Regions from separate parts of the Mus musculus genome. Here all the other regions are linked to region 3. The links are chromatin contacts, called in public HiCAR-type and HiChIP or PLAC-seq maps. All regions are on one chromosome and are shown on one strand. Each heading gives the region's core, a stretch centred on a gene start, on an enhancer-like site or on the middle of the called end of the contact. The rest is flanking DNA. Distances are from core to core; before and after follow the strand shown. Region 1 overlaps Gm973 (predicted gene 973). Region 2 has its middle 16 kb from the start of Gm973. Region 3 holds the start of Als2 (alsin Rho guanine nucleotide exchange factor). Region 4 overlaps Gm973 (predicted gene 973).

The links. HiCAR-type assays count read pairs that join an accessible place to other places. HiChIP or PLAC-seq counts read pairs in DNA pulled down with a chosen protein or histone mark.
Region 1: a HiCAR-type map of astrocytes shows a contact between it and region 3, with 2.3 times the contacts expected there. The contact joins the enhancer-like site here to the promoter of Als2 in region 3. A contact is called at or near these places in 15 of 39 promoter capture datasets (the 3T3-L1 cell line, 3T3-L1-derived adipocytes, the C10 cell line and 12 more), 1 of 15 datasets of contacts at CTCF or cohesin (large pre-B cells), 1 of 484 Hi-C or Micro-C datasets (bone marrow-derived macrophages), 13 of 115 datasets of contacts at active chromatin or transcription factors (acute myeloid leukemia, astrocytes, bone marrow-derived macrophages and 7 more) and 3 of 9 other capture datasets (adipose tissue, embryonic stem cells and liver).
Region 2: a contact with region 3 is called in an H3K4me3 HiChIP or PLAC-seq map of neural progenitor cells, with 17 read pairs. The contact joins the enhancer-like site here to the promoter of Als2 in region 3. A contact is called at or near these places in 8 of 39 promoter capture datasets (the HPC-7 cell line, cranial neural crest, embryonic stem cells and 5 more), 1 of 15 datasets of contacts at CTCF or cohesin (embryonic stem cells), 10 of 484 Hi-C or Micro-C datasets (the N1E-115 cell line, embryonic stem cells, nephron progenitors and 2 more), 13 of 115 datasets of contacts at active chromatin or transcription factors (acute myeloid leukemia, bone marrow-derived macrophages, embryonic stem cells and 5 more) and 2 of 9 other capture datasets (adipose tissue and macrophages).
Region 4: a contact with region 3 is called in an H3K27ac HiChIP or PLAC-seq map of embryonic stem cells, with 8 read pairs. The contact joins the enhancer-like site here to the promoter of Als2 in region 3. A contact is called at or near these places in 15 of 39 promoter capture datasets (the C10 cell line, the HPC-7 cell line, the SN4741 cell line and 8 more), 4 of 15 datasets of contacts at CTCF or cohesin (the G1E-ER4 cell line, embryonic stem cells and large pre-B cells), 48 of 484 Hi-C or Micro-C datasets (the C2C12 cell line, CD4 T cells, CD8 T cells and 22 more), 40 of 115 datasets of contacts at active chromatin or transcription factors (the NIH/3T3 cell line, PVALB interneurons, T-cell acute lymphoblastic leukemia and 21 more) and 4 of 9 other capture datasets (adipose tissue, embryonic stem cells, liver and 1 more).

Annotation. Positions count from the first base shown.
Region 1 is chr1:59,533,756-59,538,092 of GRCm38.p6, reverse strand. All of the region lies in intron 2 of Gm973 (predicted gene 973), which reads right to left. All of the region lies in intron 4 of Gm28411 (a long non-coding RNA gene), which reads left to right. Among named protein-coding and RNA genes, the nearest start is that of Gm973, 12 kb to the right of the region's middle. Within about 2 kb of position 2,507, at least 48 of the 459 cell types and tissues checked have an H3K27ac peak or open chromatin away from gene starts, as enhancers often do. A contact at or near this core is called in astrocytes, embryonic forebrain, forebrain and 1 more, where this site is marked.
Region 2 is chr1:59,505,969-59,510,114 of GRCm38.p6, reverse strand. No RefSeq gene overlaps it. Among named protein-coding and RNA genes, the nearest start is that of Gm973, 16 kb to the left of the region's middle. Within about 2 kb of position 1,419, at least 26 of the 459 cell types and tissues checked have an H3K27ac peak or open chromatin away from gene starts, as enhancers often do. A contact at or near this core is called in neural progenitor cells, where this site is marked.
Region 3 is chr1:59,235,749-59,239,662 of GRCm38.p6, reverse strand. It overlaps Als2 (alsin Rho guanine nucleotide exchange factor), which reads left to right and starts at 2,432. Exons shown (of 34, transcript NM_028717.6): 1 at 2,432-2,508. It overlaps Gm33667 (predicted gene, 33667), which reads right to left and starts at 2,308. Exons shown (of 2, transcript NR_168353.1): 1 at 1,910-2,308; 2 at 641-978.
Region 4 is chr1:59,606,795-59,610,985 of GRCm38.p6, reverse strand. It overlaps Gm973 (predicted gene 973), which reads right to left. Exons shown (of 19, transcript NM_001357842.1): 11 at 3,181-3,253. Among named protein-coding and RNA genes, the nearest start is that of Gm33833, 11 kb to the left of the region's middle. Within about 2 kb of position 1,920, at least 51 of the 459 cell types and tissues checked have an H3K27ac peak or open chromatin away from gene starts, as enhancers often do. A contact at or near this core is called in CD8 T cells, the CH12 cell line, the G1E-ER4 cell line and 11 more, where this site is marked.

The DNA.
Region 1 (4,337 bases), core at 1,258-3,757, 300 kb before region 3:
CGCACTCTGAGCTTCTGTTTTGTTTTGTTTTGAGACAGGGTCTCATCATGTAGTTCAGGCTGCTCTTAAATTCACAAACTTCCTGCCTCTACCTTCTGTATACTGGGATTATAGTACCATACTTGACTTGCTAGTCTTAAAAATGGTAGATTATTATGGGCACAATGGGTTCTTGTAGGCACAATGTAGTTATGAGGATTTTTTTTTTCAGGTGGGAAGCTCAATATTTTTTATTGGTTAAAATTGCTCTTTGACAATTTCTTTTTTTTCATTTTTTTTAATTAGGTATTTTCCTTATTTACATTTCCAATGCTATCCCAAAAGTCCCTCATACCCTCCCACCCACCCCCCCCCCCACTTTTTGGCCCTGGCATTCCCCTGTACTGGGGCATATAAAGTTTGCAAGTCCAATGGGCCTCTCTTTCCAGTGATGGCTGACTAGGCCATCTTTTGATACATATGCAGCTAGAGTCATACATCTATGTAATGCATACAGCTACTCTTACCTTCATCCACACTGAGTTTCCTCTGATCACTGTTAGCCCTGACCCCTTCCAAAATGTCTCCAACCTATATTCATACCTTCTTATTTATTGTTTGACCCACTGATTTTTAACCAGGTTCTCTGTGTGACCATAGATTTAGAAAAACCTATTGGAGACTAGTGAGGTTAACCATTTGATAAGCAACTAAAACCAGTGACAGTTTCTCCCCAAAAATCTAAACTTTGGCAGAGAGGAAATGATTCCATGGTCCCCTCCATGATCAGTAGATATCTATTGGCATGATCAGTGCAGGGAACCACAGCTTCTATGACATCAGATTTGCAAAGTCTTTGTCATGTATGAGGATTCTTTAAATGTAAGGACTCAGAAGGGAGAACCAGAGAGACCACAAGATAAGAAGGACCTCCCCTCAGCCCCCCATCCCATGCTGCTGGCTTGGAGGAACGGGACACAAGCCAGGAATACAAGGTTCTTATAGAAGCTGGAAAGGGAAAGCTTCAGCGAAATAGTTCTTTCCTGGGATTCCCACAAGATACACAGGTCTGTCCACACCTTGATGTTAGTTCATTGAAACCCATTTCAAACTTCTAACTGTAGAAGTGTAAGATAATACATTGTTGTCTGAGTGTTAGCTGGGTCACTGGCTGAGTATCCGTCGTTATAGCAGCCATAGGAAACTAATACAGTGGCCAAGATCAGCTTCCAAAGACTAAGCAAGACAGTATGTACGTAGTCCAAATCCAAGGCAAGGCCTTCTCTGACTTGTCCTAGCAGCTCCTTGCACCTTAAGCTAGCAGCCCAGCAAAGCTCCCACAGATACATTAGAATTACGATAACGAGGGAATATAAAAGAAATACTTGTTAAGTAACAAGGGCAACTGGGGGTCTTATCCAGACTCAGACAGTCATCATCACCCTGTGTCAGCAGAAGCTATAGTGTCTCAGAAGAGCTGACACTTGGATGCTCAGAGAACAGTCAGCTGAAGCAAAGGTTTACAGACAAGTGAGGCTCTTAAGCACCTACACATTCCCTGCCTCGTGGCCCCGCGGGGCTAGAAATCACACATTGGCTCAAAGCAAAAAGAAAGTCGCCAGCACAAGATTTTTCCAGAAGCTCTCAAGAACTTCCGTGGTAGAGGACTTGATGAGCACATAAAAGACCTTGGGTTCCGTCCTCAGCAAAGGATCCAAATCAAACAAAGCTTCATCCACTTAGCGGCCCCCATTCCATCTGCAACCCCAGCCCCTCCCCTTTGTCATACAGTATCATATTAACAGACTCTAGGGATTAGAAAAAGGACATCCTGGGTTGGGATGTGTGTGCACACATGCACGTGTGTTTGCATGGTTTTTTTAGTCTCTCTTGTTCGTTTCTCAAGTGATGACTGTGAAGGTAATTCATAAAGCTTCATCATTGGATGAACAGGGGCAGAGGGAAGACCAGGACCACTGAGGAGGCTGGCTAGGGTGAGAGCTATTTCCATGTTTCCAATATGCATAGTGTGAGTGGAAACAAGGCAAAGCACAGAGGAACGAGTTAGAATAATTACCACCTCTTAAAGAGTGTCTTTGCGTATAATAACAGTGGAGAGACTGAAAGAAAAATATTAAAATACTCAGAACAGCAATATCACACTGCTGGGTACGAGCACACACATAGTTCTTTTTTTATAAAATCAGAATTCTAGTAATATGGTTAGATTATATTTATAAGGAGGGAAAGTTAAAAATCAACTAACTTTAGTGCATCTGCCTCCTCTTCCACATTTTCCTAGTCCTCTCTCTTCCCCAGTAAAGCTCATTCTCAGCTCTCCACCCAACCACCCACTCAGAGGTTACTTGAAAACAGAGAGGGAGACAGAAGGGAGCCGGGGAGGGAGTTTCTGGAAGAGGGAAATAAACACGACAGCAGGAGGCTGACTGCGGTGGGTTCAGCCTGCTCAGCCTGCCTTGGCTTTGCCAGTCAACCCTCTCCAGGCTTCTTGTGAGACAAGTAATTAGTATGCTCAGAGCAGCCTGTTAGCCACCCTCCACCTTTAATGAGAGGCTTGCTCTGACAGGCTGCCTTCTCCATGTCTACCAGGCTGATGAAGATGTGTGTGTGTGTGTGTGTGTGTGTGTGTGTGTGTGCCCATGCTGCCTTGCATGTGTTGTGCTGTCCATTCATCCCAGGACAGAAGGAGGTGGTGGTTAGGGCTTGTATACCTGCTCAGGATGCCAGGGTACCAGCATCCTCAGGAAGGTCAGAATGGCCCACCCAGCCAGTTGCTACCATACCACAGAGAGCAGCCCAGCTTCTGTGTGCAGAAGTCCACAGAGGCTGAAGAGAGATGCCCAGAAATGCCAGGGCTGGTAGGCATTTCCTAGCCAACTCAGCCCTCACCAGATTCTCCAGATCTACTCTGCAGCCACAGTTCACGCCTGGCTGATTCCCCCGAATTCCCTCTGCTTGCTCTGGGCCCCTGCTCACCTATGTATGCCTGGGTCTCTATTTTTTTTTTTAACCACAAGATTCCATTTAAATTTTTTCTCCTCCAGAAAGCTACTCTAGACTTTCCCAGGCAGAGGCAGTCATGGTAGGAAGAAGCCAAAACAGCAGAGACAACAAAGGCACAATTAGACAAACAGGATTACTCCAGACTCAGAAAACCAACAGTGAAGAAGCCTGCAAAACGGAGTGTTTTAAATAAAGCTTTCTTCTGGCAAAGGATAACTATTCAGAGTATAGAAGGAACTTAAAAACATTAATAAAGAAAAAAATCCAGTTTAAAAATGGGCAATGTCTGCAGGCACTTCTCAAAAAAATCCAATGGTCAAAAGAGACTGGTGAGAAAAATGCTTAATGCCATTCAGAGCAGAACTTCAATGGGAGACCATCTCACCCAAACGAGAAAAGCTGTTATCACAAAGAATAAGAGGAGCCAGGGAGAGAGTGCTGGGAGCAGAGGGCTTTGGTGCTAAGCTTGATGAGCTGAGTTCAATCCTTGGGACCTACATGGTAGCAGGAGGGAACCACTCCAGAGAACTGTCTTCTGACCTATGCGCGCGCGTGCACACACACACACACACACACACACACACACACACACACACACAAATACATGTAATTTTTAAAAAGACAAGAAGTAGTGGCAAGGGATATAACTTAGGTATTAGAGTGCCTGAGGCCTTAGGTTCTATCCCCAGCTATGCTGCAAACCAGACAGTATGGCTGCCTGAAAGCCTAGCACTCTAGAGTTGGGAGCCAGAGGGTCAGGAGTTCAAGGTCCTTCTCAGCTACTTGGTGAGCTTGAGACCAGATATAAGATCTGGTCTTTTGGGGTTTTGTTTGTTTTGTTTTGTTTTGTTTTGTTTTTTGTTTTTTGTTTTTTGTTTTTTCGAGACAGGGTCTCTCTGTGTAGCCCTGGCTGTCCTGGAACTTACTCTGTAGACCAGACTGGCCTTGAACTCAGAAATTTGCCTGCCTCTGCATCCCAAGTGCTGGGATTAAAGGCGTGTGCCATCACTGCCTGGCTAAGATCTGGTCTTTTAAAAGGACAGAAATGACTGAATACCAAATACTGGCTCCATTTGAAACAAAGTGAACACTTAGCACTGTTGCTAGGAATGTAAATGAGCACAGCCACAGTGGAGAGCAAACGGAGATTCCCCCTAAACACTGACAACCGATCCACCACAGAATCTGTCCGTCTAACTCACAACTGGGCAGTAACTGAAGGAAAACACTACAGCAGCATTCCCACGCTTATTTGGGCATCAATAGCTGAGACAGAATCTTTCTAGATGCCCATTGGTGGATGGACGAGTAAGGGTCTTTCTCCGATGTGTTGG
Region 2 (4,146 bases), core at 170-2,669, 270 kb before region 3:
CATGTGACATGTCCCATCTTCTTCTCATGGAAGTAGGGTCTTCCCATGAACTCACCAAGGGGTGTAGTTTGTCAGGAACTAGGAGAGCAAGAGTTGGGAAAGAGACATTTCTTAGCTGTCCCAGCTCAGCATGGCCCAGCATGTCCTTTGCCTCCAGTAACCACATTTGTCAGATGGAGAAAGGGAAAAAGGCATTGGTTTTGGCTCTGAGTAGCAGCTTTTCATTCTCTTGAAAGGTAGAAGGAAAATTGCGGTAAGAGGAGGAGATGCAAAGGCCTGTTCCCTTTTAAAGAGAGCCAGGGGAAAAGAACTCAGAAATTCAGAATGCGAAGTGTCCCATGGCTGCACGTCCAGAACAGCTGGCTGTCACTGCAGGGCCTATGCTCAACCACCCACTGGCTAAATTGTCACATAATCTTGGCCAGTTCCTTAACATCTCTGAGCCTCATCTTTTTATCTGTATAGCTAGGACGATACCACAAACCGGCAAGGCTGGCAGGATGAGCCTAGGTAATGTCTCACAGGTGCAAAAAACAAGTGGCTGCTGTCATGGCTGAAGAGAGTGAGAGCCAACTGTTAGGCTTTCCGGGGCAACCCAGGGGCAACCCAGGCTTTGACATTCTCTCTCTCTCTCTCTCTCTCTCTCTCTCCCTCCCTCCCTCCCTCCCTCCCTTCCTCTTCTTTTTTTAAAGACAGGGCCTCATGTAGCCCACGATATGCAACCATTGATGTTCTTCTGATCTTGGGCCTACAGGTGAGCACAAACACACCGGGTTTCCTCAGCGCTGGGGATAAACCTAAGGCCTGCTTAGGGCTACCACTTTAACAATGGAGTTGCATCCTCGGTCCCAGAAACCAGGGTTTGAAATTTCCATTTTCTCTTTCAGGATTCCTACTTTTTTTTTGTTTTTTCCTCTCCACCCATACTTCCTAGAAAAGATATGCCAAGCTCTTGGGAGGAATTTTGAAATGTACCTCTGCTTTCAAGTGGGTTTGGAACGTTTCTTTTATTTTGTGCCTTCTTAAATTCCCATGGAAGGTTCTCATTTTCATCAGGCAACTAACTGACAGTTATGCTTTGGGGGAATATGGGAGCACTGGGAAGACAGTACCAGTGCTCTCCTCGCCTTCCTCCCATGGCTCTGCTCTACAGACTCCTCCCCCTCCGCCCACGGCTCTGCTCTACAGACCCAGACCTGGGATGGGAATGTTAATTTGGCTTCCCAGTTGGCATCACCGGGCTCCACAGCCTCCACTCCACCGGGAGCCACAGACTCTGGTCCTTAGAGCTTTCGACACTGGGAAGGTAAGACTGGGGAGATGCCTTCCGGCATCTGGATGGGTCAGCCCAGTGCCCGGCGCCCCATCCAACCCCTAGCTCAGCCGCGGTCACTGCCGCCTGGGGAGCCTGCCTTTGAGGGCTGACATTTTGTTGGTACAAAGTCAAGTCCCAACGGCAGGCTGACTTGGGTTGCAATGGAAAGTAGATTCCAAAGCTGCCCCTGGAATGTGAACTTTTCCTGGAAGCTTTCCACGCTGCCTCTTAGAGAACAGCAGGCATCAACGTCTTCACACCAGGAGTCAATTAAAGAAACCCAAATTATTACCATTCCAATAAACAGTGATCTCCGCTCCTCTCCAAATAAACTTGTTGGGATGGCCTCAGAGCCAGGTCTAATTACACAGTCAGATAGCATAAATCTGGTTAGAAGCCTTTCGTCTGCTTTAATTAATTTTCTCTTGCAATCAAAGCTATTTTCAATAAATGTTAAATATGTATTTAAACAACTCCTGGGCTTCACACCATTCCTCAAGCCTGCTGGGGTTCTCTTTCATCTGTCCTTCTAGAACACTCTATTCCCAGGGAAAGACTTACAAGAACAGCACATCTCTGAAATGTAGCCTGTGATATAAATACTCGTTATCCTGGGGACATGGATCACGAGTCTTAGGTCAGAGTGGGGGGTCATTTAAGGTGGTTCTGCATACTGTTACACATTGAAACCACTGGATGGAAAAGGAGAAGAAGTAAATAGTAAGAAATTTAGCAGTTGGAGCCTAATTATGCCTTTCAAAGTTGTCTGAAGTAGGACTTCTCAAATATAATTTTTTTTTTTTTTAAATAAAGTGCTGGGCTGGAAGGAAGGCTCAGTGGGTGAAGTGCTGGACCCCTGGGTACCCTATAAATGTAGGAGAAGATAACCAGTTCCACAAAGTTGTCCTCTGATCTCCACAGGTATGCCATAACACGCACAAGCCTCCACAATAAAACATAATAGTTTAATAAAAAAGAAAGGAAGTGTTTCATATGATACGTTGAGTGTACCTCGACTCTGTGTGAACACAGCCTCCACTGTCACACTCAAGGCGAGGAACATGACAATGACAGGCACAAGACAATAGGAGTGATGGAGCTCGGGAGGCAGGGATAAGGTCATGAGTTAAATAAAACTACCACTCTTTTGTTTTGTTTTGTGAGACAGGGTTTCTCTGTATAGTCCTGGCTGTCCTAGAACTAACTTTGTAGACCAGGCTGGCCTCGAACTTAGAAATCTGCCTGCCTCTGCCTCCCAAGTGCTGGGATTAAAGGCGTGCACCACCATGCCCCGGCTAAAACCACCACTCTTGAGCTTAATCCTTAAAGCCACACTTGGGGGGGGGGGGGGGGCCTGGGCCGGCAGGGTCAGCAGAGCTGGTTGAGAACCACTTGCTATGGATGAGGTGAGCTGTAAGAAGCTTGGTAAGCACACACCTGGAAGTTCTGGAGAACCCCTGTGTCCAGGTGACATTCCAGCAGCCACCCCAGGGTAGGGTCAGAGCTTGGAAGGCTTTATGTAAGTCACATGGAATATCTTCAGTATCAGAGAACCCGACATGAAGAACCCCTATCCCAAAGCCAGGTGGTTTATGCTTGTAACCCACCGGTTTCCAACCTCCCTAATGCTGTGACCCTTTAATTTAGTTCCTCATGGTGTGGTGACTCCCAACCATACAATTGTTTTCATTGCTACTTCATAACTTTAATTTTATTAATGTTATGAATTGTAATGTAAATATCTAATATGCCGGATATCTGCTATGTGATCCCTGTGAAAGGGTTGTTGGAGCCCCAAAGGGGTCAAGATCCACAAGTTGAAAACGGATTACATCGTAATCCCAGCACTTGGTAGGTGGAGGCAGGAGGACTCCTTTGCTCCTCATTACCATCCATCAAAGGACTATTCAGGCCATCTTCACAGAGCAAGGACCCCATAGGTGTAGAGAGAGCTGGACCAGACCAGAATCCACTGAGCCGATGTGTCAGCAAATCTTACAAAACATACAGGCCAACGGAGCTGCTTTTCCGGTCATTCAGAGGACTGCAGTTCCCATCCTCTCAAGTGGGTCAGATTGAAAAGGGAGACAACCACCCCTGGGAGAAGGTGTCTGTGGAGAAAGGACGACCAAAGCGAGCAAGGCGAGCACACAGACAAACCAGAAAGCAGGAGGACGACTCCATCAGTGCCGTGAGGGTGGATGGAGGGCACCAAGCTTCGTTTTGCTTCTCTTCTGCTCACCTTGAACCTGACATGGCGATTCCATTGGTTTTCTGACGTTCTGACTGCAGAGTAAGAGGGGATAGGGAAGAACCTGGGCTCACAGCTTAGCAGAGAAGGCCACATTCCTTCCTTTCTTCCATCCCTTGTGATCCTGTGGGATAGCCAGGGCTTTCTGCAGCCAGCGGGTCATAACTGTGCCTTTGAGGGGCCCAGGAAGAACCTGGAGAAAAGTTTCAAGGAACTTTCTAGCATCGTGCTCAACAGTGAGCCACTCCAGAGAAGAGTGAAGGGGAACTTGCATTAAAAGAGTGCTTCTGTTTTTCTCTTCCAGTAAGGACACAGAACAGGCTCTCCAAGCTGGTGTGAGATCCAAGCCCGAGTCGGGTCAAAACTTTAACCTGTGCTCCCCTTTCTTGCCTCACGGTCTTAGCTTAGTGGTTCTTTAGGACTCTTCCCCACAGAGGTTGCAGGTTAATAATGTCATGGAGAGGAGGGCATGACAGTCCACAGAAAACCAAGGGTCCTCTACACCTCCACGTAGGAAAGTGAGGCCTGAACGTGGCTGAACTTGTGACAGTTGGCTTGGTTTTGCAAAGCGAGAGAATAG
Region 3 (3,914 bases), core at 1,183-3,682:
GCCAGCAGTCTGGTTGTTTTGGGGACATTCTTAAACCTATTTTTCCAGGGCTGAATATACACTTTATAAGGATAGATGTGTGTGATGGTTTGTATATCCACAGGGAGTGGCACCATGTAGAGGTGTGGCCTTGTTGGAATAGGTGTGACCTGGTTGGAATGGGTGTGTCACTGTGGGTGTGGGCATAAGATCCTTACCCTAGTTGCCTGGAAGTCAGTCTTCCACTAGCCGCCTTTGGATGAAGACATAGAACTCTCAGCTCTGCCTGCACCATGCCTGCCTGTATGCTGCCATGCTCCCACCTTGATGATAATGGCCTGAACCTCTGAATCTGTAAGCCAGCCCCAATTAAATGTTTGTTTGTTTGTTTGTTTGTTTTAATTTTATAAGACTTGCCTTGGTCATGGTGTCTGTTCACAGCAGTAAAACCCTAAGACAATGTGATATTCATCACTCTTTATATTTCTGAAAGGCCACATGGGTGATACAAAGTATGCTAAAATAACATAACTAAGCATCTAGCTACACAGAGAAACCCTGTCCTGAAAAACAAGAACACAAAACAAAACACAAATAAATGGAGGTAGAATGTTAGGTTGCAAAGGAGGTGAGGTAGAAGAAAAATAACTAAAAACAAAACCACAGAGACTTATTTTATTGAGGAGAAAGATGAGGGGTTGCATTCATTTTTTTTAAAAAAGCGGGTGAGTCTCAAAATGGATAAGAAGGGTGATGCCTTAATTCCAGGGCCAGGATTAGCCTGAGAGGACAAAACGTTTCTTTTCAGGACAGGAAAAGGAAGACTTCAGTTGCAGGTGGATACTTTGGTAGCAGCTAGAGGGAATGAAGGAAGTTCACCTCTGGGAGTCTCTCTTGCCTCAGAACTGTAGATGAAGACATTTATTTTTCATTTTTATCAAAGGAGGCGGGCAGGGTAGAGCTCAGTAAGGGATTGAGAGCTCCCGAGGGCAAGGTTACCTGGGGAGAGAATTAGGAGATAAGATCTTAGTGTATAAATGACTGGTGTAGGCTCCGAAATACTTTGGCCACACGGATGTCTCAGCTGAAGCTGTGTGACCATCCTGAGAGGAGTGAAGATATTCTGAGGAGAGACACGTGTGCCCCTCCTTTTGACTAGTGGACTAACAGGATAATGGGCCCCAAAGAACTAGATTTCCTCAAGAGTCTCACTGGAGAAGGAAGAGATTGGGTTTCTGGGTGCAAACCATCAGGAGAGCTTGGTTCTTAGTTCTGACAACTTGTCAGTTTGCTTTGCAGGACCAACCAAGATGTGTTTACCATGGGCAAGATCACACCTTGAGCCTTCTACTTATGTCAAGGCTCCAAAGATAGACTTAGGGGGTTTACTGAACCAGCCCCTTAGTTCTTTTTCCTAGTGCAGTCTCATTGAATAAATTTCTTTCACTGTTGTCTTTTTTAGCTGTGTTATGGAGGACAGGTAGCTTGTTAGGGCGGCCAGAGTCCAGGCTTCATTAACTGCAGGACATCCCTGGTTTGTACCATTTGGTGGCGCCATTCTCAAGGCTGTACACTTTTCTGTTCTAGCACTGAAGTTGATAAGGCTCTGGTGAGAGACCCTGAGTTGGAGGAACCAGTTGGGAATTTGTACGCAGGGGCATTCGATTCGGGGAATATATCTATCTTTAATGAGTAAATAAATGTAACTCTGTAGGTTCCGCGATGCACACTCTGTAGCAGCAGATTTCTCTCTGGCTTGTGTTCTGAGAGCATCTGTTACACAAAACATTCAAGGGAGCACTTAGGGGTGCAGCGGGAGGATTGCGACCGTGACAAGTATGGATGGTAGTGAGACTAAGAAGCAAGCAAAAACAATTTTAACGCTGTATATTGAGGAGCCCTGAGGAAATAGTTTCTTCCTACTCTTTACCGTTTAAGGTGGACACGCGGCAAAGGCACACTCGGGAAGAGATGACGTCATGCAGCTTAAAGGTAGCTCGTATTTTCACTTTTGTTATTTCTCTTGAGACACGTTCTCAAGGCTGGCCTCGAATTCCTGATCCTGCTGCCTTCATCTCACAAATGTTGGGATTACAGACGTGTGCAGCCATGTTCTGATAGGTAAGATTTTCTCTTCATTTCTCGCAGTTTGAGGAGGTAACAAAACTTGCAGTAGTTTCCATCCTCAAGCGCGGCCTATCGTTACCATGGAAACGCTTATTGAGTTAGGTCCTTTCACTGAGTCTTCGGTTGCTTCTAAAGTGCGCCCGCCCTAGGACGATTGGTTCTGCCCTGACTGAATGGTTTGCCTGCAGTCACTGATGCGTTCGGAGCAATCTTGATCCCTGTCGGACGCCGTCACCGGCTCTTGCCTAGCTCCACCCATTCTGCGGGCCCGCCTCTCCAGCCCGCCGCCGGAGGCCCCGCCCCTACCTGGAGGCCCCGCCCCCATGAATCAGCTGATCTCGCGTACCCGCGGTGCAGTCGGGCTCGCGCCGGGAGAAGAGCGCGGAGCTGCGGGAGCGTCAGGTGAGCCCGCGCGGGTCCGGGCGGTCCTTGGGTTCGAAGGCGGGTCGGCGGAGGTGCGGGAGCGCGCTGGGCTGGCCTGCGGGGACGGCGCCTGCCTGTGAAGAGCTCCGGACGTGGTGGCTCGGCCCGGGTCCCACCCTCCGGGTCCCAGCGCCCCACTGCCGTGGTCGGAGCTGTGTGGCATTCCTTCGGGTCCCCTCTTCCCGCCTCCACCCACGCTGCTTACGCCCATCCGCTCAGAGGGTTTTTTGAATGCCCACAGTGGGCGCCCAGCTGGCTAGACAGTGAACCTTGCTGAGTGTCCTAGGTGGGTTTGCCCCAGGATGCATATCGTGGGGAAAAGTGAAGGGGGGCGGGGAGGGTCTGTGGTTTGAAACAGCGTTTGCTGAAAATGAAAAGGACTTTGGTATTAATCAGTGGTAGTTTGACCAAATCCCTAAATGTATCAAGTCATCAAAGGAATCATCGTGAAGACAGGAAAGAACACTGGAGCGATCTTGAGGAAATGGTCCTCACATTGATGTTGGTCCTCCAGGTAACAGGGCTATTTGCAGACAAGCAACTGTAGATTTGTAGAGGCAAGCTACTGTTTAGTACTTCTGTGGTTACCAAAGAGGGAAAACACACTGGTTGAATTGGGTGGTCAAGAGCAGCACTTTCTTATAGATTAACTGACTGCTGTACCCAAATTAAGGTTGTTACTCTGTTGTTCTTATATTTGTATCTGTTTTTTAAATGACTGTCAAGGATAAACTTGTGTGATGTAGGTTTATTTGGAGCAGGTACAAAAATGCAAAAAAACAGTAGGCCATACTTTTTTGTTTTTTATCATATACCTGTATGTATTAGTGTTCTCTAGAGTCACAAAACTTATGAAATGTATATATTAAGGGAATTTATCATAGTGATATACAGTTTACAGTCCAACTAGCCCAACAACGGGAATGGGAAGTCCAAGAATCTAATAGTTGCTCAGTCCCACGAGGGTAGTTATTTTAGCTGGTCTTCTGGATAAGCTGGAATCCTGAAGAAGTAGGTTCCAATAGATTCGATGGCAAAGGAGTGCAGGCAGGCAAAGGAGAGAGAGCCTTCCTTCTTCCAATGTCCTTATGTAGGCCTCTAGCAGAAGGTGTGACCCAGATTAAAGGTGTGTGCCATTACCCCTGGATTTGGAATTTGCTTTGTCCCAGGCTAGCCTTGAACTCGGAGATCTGCTTGCCTCATTCTCCTGGGATTAAAGGCGTGTTCTACTTTGCCTGGGCCTAAGCTTTTCATGACCACTATGCCTCAAGACTTGTGTTGTCCCATGTCAAGATGTGGGTCAAAAGCCTGTGTAGTCTAGCCTCAAGATCTGGATCACAGGTGAGCCATCCATTTCTGCATTGTAGTTTGTTCCAGATGTAGTC
Region 4 (4,191 bases), core at 671-3,170, 370 kb before region 3:
GTCTGTCTCTATAGCCCAGGCTGGCCTTGAGTTTGTTTGCTGCACACCATAGCCTTTTAACTGCCAGAATTCCAGGCAAGTGCCATCAGAAACCTTTCACAAACTTTTCAGGTGATGGCTGGCTGTGGGGGTGGGGGTGGGGGTGGGGGTGGTGCACATCTTTAATCCCAGCACTCATGAGGCAGAGCCAGGTGGATCGCTGGTCTACAGAGCAAGTTCCAGGATGGCCACGGCTACACAGAGAAACCCTGTCTTAAAACCAAACCAAACCAAACCAAACCAAACCAAACCAAACCAAACCAAAACGTGTAGGTGCTTCTGAAGTGCACTAACGTTTCAGAACCACTGATCTAGGAAGTAACTAGAATTGACCTTTTATCCTTTCCTTGGGCTTTGGGACTGTTTCCCCAGTCTGCCCAGATTTGGAGGTTGCTGGTGAACCTTATCTTGTGGAAACTTGCAAAAGAATTCTAAGTCCTCTCACTAGATCACTCATACTTTTTTTAAAAAATGTACTAATGTGTGTGTGTGTGTGTATATATATGCAATCCATGTAATACTGGTGACTGAACCCAGGGCCTCACACATCCTAGAAAGTGTTATAACACTGAGATGTATCCCTAGTATCTGGCTCACTCCTTATAATAAACCGTGCAGGTCACTACTGAATTTAAAGTAGGAAAAACAACATGACCATTAAGACCAAAGGGGAGAATTGTTCTTTAAACAGCTAAAAGCACTTCCTTGGAATTTCCTTCTTCTTGCCTTCCAAGACCGGAAAGCCTTTCTAAAAATTAGCATTTGTCATTGAGACAGGCACAGGCCTCCGGTGACTTTCTGCAGTGGCATTTCATTGCATTGAGAATGTCTGGCTAACCTCCGAGGACTCGGCCGGAGCCGGCCCTGGCGTCATGAGACAGGAAATCTGTTTTGACTGACTCAGTCATGGCTTAGCTTGGGCCATGTTCTGTGGTGCCTAAAGCCCCCGCTGCACTTGGCTAAGACGCTGGAGCCTGCCAGGGTTCGCATTCTGGATCTGTGATTTACAACAGGGACAATCTGAAGATCAGGGTACATTTTCCTGGCTAGTGTCACTCAGCTTTGAGCATGGAGGTGACAGAGCCTCATGTTAGAAGAATTCTTGCTTAAAATCCTGACCAACCTAGGCCTCATACTCCCAAAATATATTCTTATCAGATACCCACAAAGAATGACATTAAATATCAGTATAGGGCTGGAGAGATGGCTCAGCGGTTAAGAGCATTGGCTCCTCTTGCAGAGGTCCTGGGTTCTATTTCCAGCAAGCACATGGTGGCTCACAACCATCTGTAAGTAGGGTTGCAGGGGATCTGACGCCCTCTGTTGGTCTCCTCAGGCACTGCATGCACATGATACACAGACGTACATGCCGGTAAAACACCCATACACAGAAAATAAAAATAAATACATTTAGAAATAATAAAATCAGTATAAAATTATTTTTGAGTAGGATGGGAAGAAACAGTGGAAGATAAACAGGAAAGATCAAAACCTTCCACTTAAGGAGGCAGAGTCAGTGTTGTTTCACAGTTTGGTAGTGACCACAGAGGGAAGATATTAATTTGCTGCAATGTCCAAATTGAGGTTGGTATTTATTAAGGGACATCATTTTTTTTTTTCGTTCCTCATCACCGCTTAAAGAGTAAAGTTCTTTTACCAGTCCCTGAGGCAGAAAAGGATGCCAGGCGTGGAGAGGTGAAGGTGCTTGTAGCCTGCTACACAGTTCAGGTTCAGTTTAGTAGCACAGACCTGCAGCTGGGCATGCATTCGCTTGTGACTTTAAGGGGCCAGGAAAGAAAAAAGGCGCCCTCTCTGTGAGTCACATGGTTTAGGTTTCAGAGCCCAGGCTGGAGTTCAGGCCCGCTTGCTCCCTCTGCTGTACATTGTGTAGCAACAATAAGCACATGGCTTCTGTCTGGCCTGGAACCCACCCTTAGAAATGTAAGTGGGGCTGGAGAGATGGCTCACTGGTTAAGAGCATTGGCTTCTCTTCCAGAGGTCCTGAGTTCAATTCCCAGCAACCACACGGTGGCTCACAACCATCTGTAATGGGATCTGATGCCCTTGTGATGTGGCTGAAGATAGCAACAGTGTACTCATATACAGAAAATAATCTTGAATGAAAGAAAGAAAGAAAGAAAGAAAGAAAGAAAGAAAGAAAGAAAGGTAAGGGGTTTTCACTTCTGCAAGAAGCAATGACACCCACCTTTAATGCTAATAAGAGGCAGGGGCGGGGGCAGGGGCAGGGGGATTTCTGTGAGTTCCAGGACAGCCAAAGTCACACACTGAGACTGTCTTAAAACACACAAGCAAAACTAAAACTAAAACCGAAACTGAAACCATACCAAACCAAAACTAGAAGCTATAATGGGTAAGGAACAGTCCTGCTGCCAGAGCCCAGTGGGGTAGTAATATGCCTAGGTGCCCACAAAAGCATTGAGAGCCTAATTCAGTCTCTGAGCTATGAACTGTGAGTGCCTCCACACCCAGTGGCCCCAGGCTCAGTATTTCTTAGAACTACTACCACCCGTCATGATCAATATAAACTTGTTTTTGAAGGAAGCCTCCACCAAGGCACACTGTTCGTTTGAGAAAGGATCTCTCTGTAGTGCTGGCTGTCCTGGAACTAAGGAGACCAGGCTGGCCTTGAACTCCCAGAGATCTACCTATCTTTATCTCCCAAGTGCTAGGATTAAAGACCTGTGCCTCTTTGGCATTCTTGCCAGCCAGGGCTCTGGTCGACAGCAGCTAGGCCTCTAAAGAGAAGGTCCTGCTTTCTCGTACCAGCATGTCTGTAGGCATGGAACCCTAGCCGCCTCACCAGCATATGCACACCTCCATGAAAGCAGGAGGTGGAGAAGGGTGGATGCTTGGGGTGGGGGTGGGGTTTGTGTCTGTCCCCGAAGTCTCTACTCTTGTCTCAGTCTGCAGTCTCCAGCAGGAAAGAAATCTTTAAATAATGGAAGAACAGAAAACATGTCGCTTGCATTTGCATTCGACAGACAGAGGCCTCTGCTTCTAACTTCCAGTTCATGCTTTGAAGGGACATGGAAAGACTTCTCTGTTAATGGGTCTGAACAACACCGAGTTCTATCTGGGCAGTCCCAGTGAAAGGATTCACGAATCGCCAGCTCACTCTACCTTGGCTGTCTTTGGCATTTCCTCTGAGGGGTCCTCCTGGTTCTTCATGAGAGTCAAGTTCACTTCCACGTTCCTATTGGGTTAACACACAAAAGAATAATGAGACAAAATAAATGCAAACTCCCCTGTGTCCATGCCCTTCCGGTAGAGTGTGGATTTTTGAGACAGGGTGTCCTTATGTAGCCCTGGCTGTCCTGGAGCTCACTCTGTAGACCAGGCTGGTTTTGAACTCACAGAGATCCAATTTCCTCTGCCTCCTGAGTGCTGGGATTAAAGGCGTGTGCTACCATTATCCAGTGCTGCTGAGGACTATAATCAGGATGTCTTCCCATGCCAGGCAAGTGCTCAGCTGCAGAGCTACCATCCCCAGCCTGTCCTCTCTGTCAGTTTCTTTCAGCATAAGCGTCCAGAGATAAGTTTTAAGGAGCCAGGTGGGGCTTTAGTCCCGCTGATCGAGAAGGGAAAAAGGATGGCACAGGCCAGCTGCTGGGAGGGTGTGGAGCACCTCTAGGGACTTGACAGAACTGGCAAGCGAGTAAAGGCTGAGAGGAGGGGGGAGCTTGGGGAGGAGCCACAGCCTCTAAGGCAGGGGAAGGGTTTCTTTCTTTATCCTGAGAACAAATACATGACACTGAGGAGAGGCAGGGAAGCCAAAGGGTCGGCTTGGCCTTTGGTGGCGTCCCAGGGTTACCATGGGTTGGGTTCGTTCTCCCATTTGATACCCTCTTCCCTCTCTCCCTGAGTCACAGGAGCGATTTCACTGTCCAGAAATCCCCCCCCCCCCCAGAGCTGTTAAATCTCAGCTGCTGCTCATCAGAATCATTTGAAGAGTTAAAGAAATCCAAACCAACCAAACAAAAAAAGCAGGATCTAACACCAAGCAAAATCGGACACTGTGGGGTAGTGGGGTTTTGAGGCGTTTTGTTCCATCGCGCAGTTGGATCAAGAACCCCTGTCCTCCAGCAGCTGAAGGGCAGCTCCTTAGCAACCAAAAAGCAGAGCAAGGTGGAG